2 separate regions of the Canis lupus genome follow, and region 1 is linked to region 2. Evidence: chromatin contacts called from public Hi-C data. All regions are on one chromosome and are shown on one strand. Each heading gives the region's core, a stretch centred on a gene start, on an enhancer-like site or on the middle of the called end of the contact. The rest is flanking DNA. Distances are from core to core; before and after follow the strand shown. Region 1 has its middle 19 kb from the start of EIF5. Region 2 overlaps CDC42BPB (serine/threonine-protein kinase MRCK beta).

Region 1 (2,700 bases), core at 22-2,521, 220 kb after region 2:
CAGCCCCGGGACAGATGCTCCCATCCTTACCCCGTCCGTCCGTGCCCCAGGTGGAAGAGCTCACTGCGGGTGGAGCCCCCAGAGGCCAGGAAGGGACAGGCGGTGGCCTCCCAGGCAGCAGCAGTGAGTGGCCAGGCCTGCAGTATCCACTCCCAGCCCGTGGACGCCACCCCGGAAGCCCGCGGCCTCTCCTCCTCCTCTGGCAGGTTCCATCAGCCTGGACACTGTCACCAGGGCAAGGGAGAGGACGCGGGGGAAGGGGTGGGTGTGGAGGGGGGACCCCACTCAGGTAATGAGGACAGAGGGAGGGGGTTAGAGGGGGGGACCCGACCCAGGAGATGGGGTGGAGGGGGTTGGAGGGGGGACCCCGACCCAGGAGATGAGGATGGAGGGAGGGGGTTGGAGGGGGGCCCCGACCCAGGAGATGAGGATGGAGGGAGGGGGTTGGAGGGGGGCCCCCGACCCAGGAGATGAGGACGGGGGAGGGGTGTGGAGGGGGGACCCCGACCCAGGAGATGAGGATGGAGGGAGGGGGTTGGAGGGGGTCCCCGACCCAGGAGATGAGGACGGAGGGAGGGGTGTGGAGGGGGGACCGCGACCCAGGAGATGAGGATGGAGGGAGGGGGTGGGAGGGGGTTGGAGGGGGGACCCCGACCCAGGAGATGAGGATGGAGGGAGGGGGTGGGAGGGGGTTGGAGGGGGGACCCCGACCCAGGAGATGAGGACGGGGGAGGGGGTTGGAGGGGGGACCCCGACCCAGAAGATGAGGATGGAGGGAGGAGGTGGGAGGGGGTTGGAGGGGGGACCCCGACCCAGGAGATGAGGAAGGAGGGAGGGGGTTGGAGGGGGGACCCCGACCCAGGAGATGAGGACGGAGGGAGGGGGCTGGAGGGGGGACCCCGACCCAGGAGATGAGGACGGAGGGAGGGGGTTGGAGGGGGACCCTACTGAGAGGCAAGCGCCGAGCTCAGCGCCCCCCGCAGGGTCAGGCCGGCCCCGCTCTAAGCAGTCCCCGCGCGGCACGTCCAGACCCAGACCCGGGAGCAGAGCCCGCCGAGCCCCCGCCCCCGAGGGCGCCTCCGTCCGGCTCCGCGGCCCCGCCGGGCTCGGGGAGGCGAGGGCTGGGCCCGGGGCGGCGCCGCAGGCCCGGAGGCCCCGCAGACGGCGGCGGAACCCGGCGAGAGGACCGGGCCCCGGGTCGCCAGGGTCGCGGGGACCTGCGCGGGGGGCTCGTGCTCGGGCGGTCCCGGCGGCAGCCTCGCTCCGAGAGCCGCGGCCGCCTGTCGCCACCTGGTGGCCGGCGCTGGAAGTGTCCGCTGGCGGTCGGCGCTTTGCCCCGGGGGGCACCTCGGCGCAGGTGAGGCCCAGCGCGGGACTGAGGCCTTCCCCTCGGAAAACAGGGGACAGCCCGATCAACGCGGAATTTTTTGTTTAAGATTTTATTTATTCATTCATAAGAGACACAGAGAGAGGCAGAGACGCAGGCAGCGGGAGAGGCAGGCTCCCCTGTCTGAGAACTGCTGGAGGCCGCAGAAGGCCTGGGTGAGCTGGGGGAGCCAGCTCTGGCGGGTCCTGCTCTGCCAGGCCACAGCAGTGGTCCCAGGGCCAGGGTCGGTGACAGCACCTCGCATCCAGAGTCCCAGACCGCAGCAGCCAGCCTTTACATGCCCGGCTCCCACCAGGGTTCTAGGGAAGCCGGGTGGCCAAGTCTGGAGCAATCTGCTTTACAGACTCCCAGAATGTCTCCAAGATTCACAGAAGCTTTCTAAGCTGAAACATCTCCACCGTATTTTGAGGCCTACAGGAGGGACAAACTCAACCCGGGTTTAGCCACCAAAGCCCTGCATCCCAGGCAAAGGGGGCAGGTGATCACTGTGGGGCCTACTCGCCTGCCTTAGTTCGGGCTGCCATAATGAACACCCCAGCCTGGGGGGCTGCTCAGCAACAGTTCTGGAGGCTGGGAGTCTGCGATCAGGGCACCAGCAGAGGTGGTGTCTGCTAAGGCTGCTTCCTGATTCACAGTCAGCCGTCATTTCTGTGTCCTCACGTGGAGGAAGAGTTTGGGGGCTCTCTGGAGCCAGTCATGGGGCTCCACCTGTACAACCTAATCACCCCAAACACTCCCCCCCAATACCTCACCCTGGGGGTGAGGTTGCAACATAGGAATTATAACCAAGGGAGACTTAGCCCAAGCAATTCTTCTAGCCTTTGCCTGATCATTCCAGGGAATTGCTGGAAAGGTCCCTACTTTAGGGAGGGGAACCACACCCCCCACACCCCCTAACATGCACACACAATCAATGTTAAGGAGAGCTGCTCAGACTTTTGACTGTGACCCATAGTCCTGAACACATTTCCATCACTGCCCCCGTGCACGCTCGGTGTCAACACTGATCACTGGAATCTGCAAGCGGGGAGGACTTTGAGCTCAAATGAGCAGACTCCCTCACCAGGGCCAAGGGCACAGGTCTGGCAGTCCCTCAGCCCGCAGCCTTACTGGGTGAAAGGTGTGGGTGCAGCCTCCTCTCCACCAAAGTCTGTGGGGAAATGTGGAAACAGAGGCTCCTGGTCCAGCCCTGTTCCTTGGTCAGGAAGAGACAGGCATTGGAGAAGCTTCTGCCTGGGATGAGGGATCTCGGGACATGAGCCCTACCTAGAATGTCAAGTCTGGCCTTGGGCGAGTGGATTCTCCCCAGGCCC
Region 2 (2,713 bases), core at 30-2,529:
TGACATCAAGGGGATAAACAGAGACTATAAGTAAGCATGCGTATAGTCACAATAATTTCAGAGACCACTAACCACAGAAGAAGCAAGGAGTGGGGGTGAGGCCAGGCCCCACTCTAAGGGCTAGGAAGCTGCAATCTGATTTACTTTACAAGTCTTCACTGATTGCCCAGGAAGAGGAGACTAGAGAATGAAGGCCAAGAGCAGAAGAGGGGCTGGGAGGCCTGGGGGTCCAGGCAGGAGGTGAGGCTGACAGGCACTGTGGAGGGCAGAGAGGATGGAGTAGATATCATAGATACATGGAGGCAAAGACCAGAGCACCTGCTGACAGACACGCACGGGGTGAGGGGAGACTAGGTGAATGAACAGCCAAACTCTGCAGCCTCTAAAGAAAGCAGGAGGAATAAGTCAAGCACCACCTCTAGCTGAATCTCAACGGTTTCCAGGTCTACCTAGAAATCTAAAAAGAAAAAGAAAAATATAGTACAGTAGCCTATGTGATTGATAGGCTCCTGGAAAACGAATCTGTAAGAAAAGTAAACTGTAAGAGCTTCTAAAGCAGACACGTAGACATTTGTTTTTGGAATAAGAACTAAACCAATTCTTTCCTCTGCCATGTAACACAGGATTCTAAGTAAGCCAATGCCCTTCTAGTTACGGGTGAAACAGGTTTAATGTTTATGACAGGCCAAGTTTGGATACCTACTATAGAAATTATAACACGACCTGGCACTGCAAGGGAGCCCAACGAATCCACATGACGAGGGACACCTAGCACAGCTTGCCTGGCCTGCTTCACAAGCCCCACAAAAGTGCTAACTGCCACCATCCCAGAGAGGAGGAACTTGCTCAAACGCACCATTTGGGGGCAGCAGAGACAGCAGCCAGATCCTGGTTGACCAACCTCAGTATGAGGACCCAAAAAGCCCCAAAACCCTGCCCTCCTTTCTCCTTAGTTTCTACTGCACATCCATTTGTGCAACTCCACACACTCCAGAAGATGGCTTCTCAGCTGGAATTCCTAACTGACTGTCTTCGGTCAGAATAAGCCTGGCAATATCTAACATTTCAGACTGCAACATGCTATGCTGATCTCAGGAAGGCATGTTGCTTTCCTTCTGTACAGACCCACATAGCCTAGACTGCTCGGAAGCTTCATTCAAATCGGAAATGAGCTGGAGCCAGTCCCCTCTGGGGGGGGGGGGGGGGGGCTATGTGGAGAGGGCCCCAGGGCATCAGGACTCTGCGGTCTGTGGGGAAGGACACCGAGCACCACTTCCTGCCACAGCCCCAGGCTGCGGTCCTTGCTCAGCCCCTGCATCTGTGTGACAACCCTGGGCAAATGACTTCATCCCTTCTGCTCCAGATGTCTCATTTAAAAGGTAGTGACAACCATGAAGGTCTAAGCTAGGGGGCCCTGGGAGGACGTACTGAGGTGACCCACGTGCCTTTGCTCAGTAAACATGACGGCACCCTCTCTAGAAACAAGTATATATATTAAAAAAAATTTTTTTTTAATTTTAGAGAGAGAGACAGTGAAGACACACACATGCCTGGGGGATGGGAGGGGTGGAGAGCAGAGGAAGAGGGAGAACATCCCAAGCAGACTCTACACCGAGCGCAGAGGCTGACCCGGAGATCAGGACTGAGTGAAAGCAAGAGTCAGCCGTTCAACCAAATGAGCCACTCAGATGTCCCTATTTTAAATTCTAAATAAAGAGTATAACAAATCTAAAGGACTTTTCTGATGTTTGAAATAGATTGTTCTTAAGATGACTAAGAGAGACCCTTCGTTGCTTGTAAGGTTTGCTGTAGGAAATGGATCACTTTAGTGAAGATAAGCTCAGGGAGACAGGGGTCCCTGCCCTGAGGCTGTGCTGACCCTTGAAGCCCCTGTGGCCACTGCTGGAGCCGAGCGGGTGTGGGCCGGAGGAGTGAGGCAGAGACCAACTTCTCAGAGGTCTGGGCTTGCCCTGACACCCAGAGATCCATGTAAGGATATTTTTAGTTTTAGGCAAAACTAGAGCCACTCTTGGAATTCAAAGTGCCCGAGACCAAATGTTTAGTTTCCCTTCACTTGTGAGCTCTTGTCTCATGTCTGCTTTAACAGGTCTCTACACTCATATCCAGTATACCTGTGAATCACACGATGGGCTGGGTCAAGAGTAAAAGTAAGGCCAGCTCAAGTCAGAAGAAATGGATGACAAGAGTCCCCCAAACACCCACACCAGCAGGCCCCAGGAAGCCCAGCTCATTCACCCGGGCAGACTGCAAACCAGTGCAGTATACTAGGCCTGCTGTCAAGCAGCAGAGGTGGACCACTTGCTTGGCATTAAAAGCTGAGCCACTGTAATAAGCCCCACAGCACCCTCTTGTTCCTATATATAACTCAAGGTGGAAAATGTTTTACAGCTCCAGCTTTTTTTTTTTTTTTAAGATTTTTTTTTTATTTATCTATTCATGAGAAACAGAGAGGCAGAGACACAGGCAGAGGGAGAAGCAGGCTCCCTGCGGGGAGCCCAATGTGGGACTCCATCCCAGGACCCTGGGATCACACCCTGAGCCAAAGGGAGACGCTCAACCACTGAGCCACCCAGGCGTCCCTACTCCCAGCTTATTTAAGTGTAATGAATCCAGTGACCAAAATAATCAGGTTATCTAGTGATTAGAAAAAAAAAGTATACAATCTCACTAGTCTTTTTTTTTTTTTTTTTTT

What was found. A called contact is a pair of places that touch in the nucleus more often than the background predicts.
Region 1: a Hi-C map of amygdala shows a contact between it and region 2, with 5 times the contacts expected there. The contact joins two enhancer-like sites. A contact is called at or near these places in 3 of 9 Hi-C or Micro-C datasets (amygdala, blood and skin fibroblasts).

The regions. Positions count from the first base shown.
Region 1 is chr8:71,486,125-71,488,824 of UU_Cfam_GSD_1.0, forward strand. No RefSeq gene overlaps it. Among named protein-coding and RNA genes, the nearest start is that of EIF5, 19 kb to the right of the region's middle. Within about 2 kb of position 1,272, at least 10 of the 20 cell types and tissues checked have an H3K27ac peak or open chromatin away from gene starts, as enhancers often do.
Region 2 is chr8:71,266,007-71,268,719 of UU_Cfam_GSD_1.0, forward strand. The region is part of intron 4 of CDC42BPB (serine/threonine-protein kinase MRCK beta); the gene reads right to left. Among named protein-coding and RNA genes, the nearest start is that of CDC42BPB, 54 kb to the right of the region's middle. Within about 2 kb of position 1,280, at least 4 of the 20 cell types and tissues checked have an H3K27ac peak or open chromatin away from gene starts, as enhancers often do.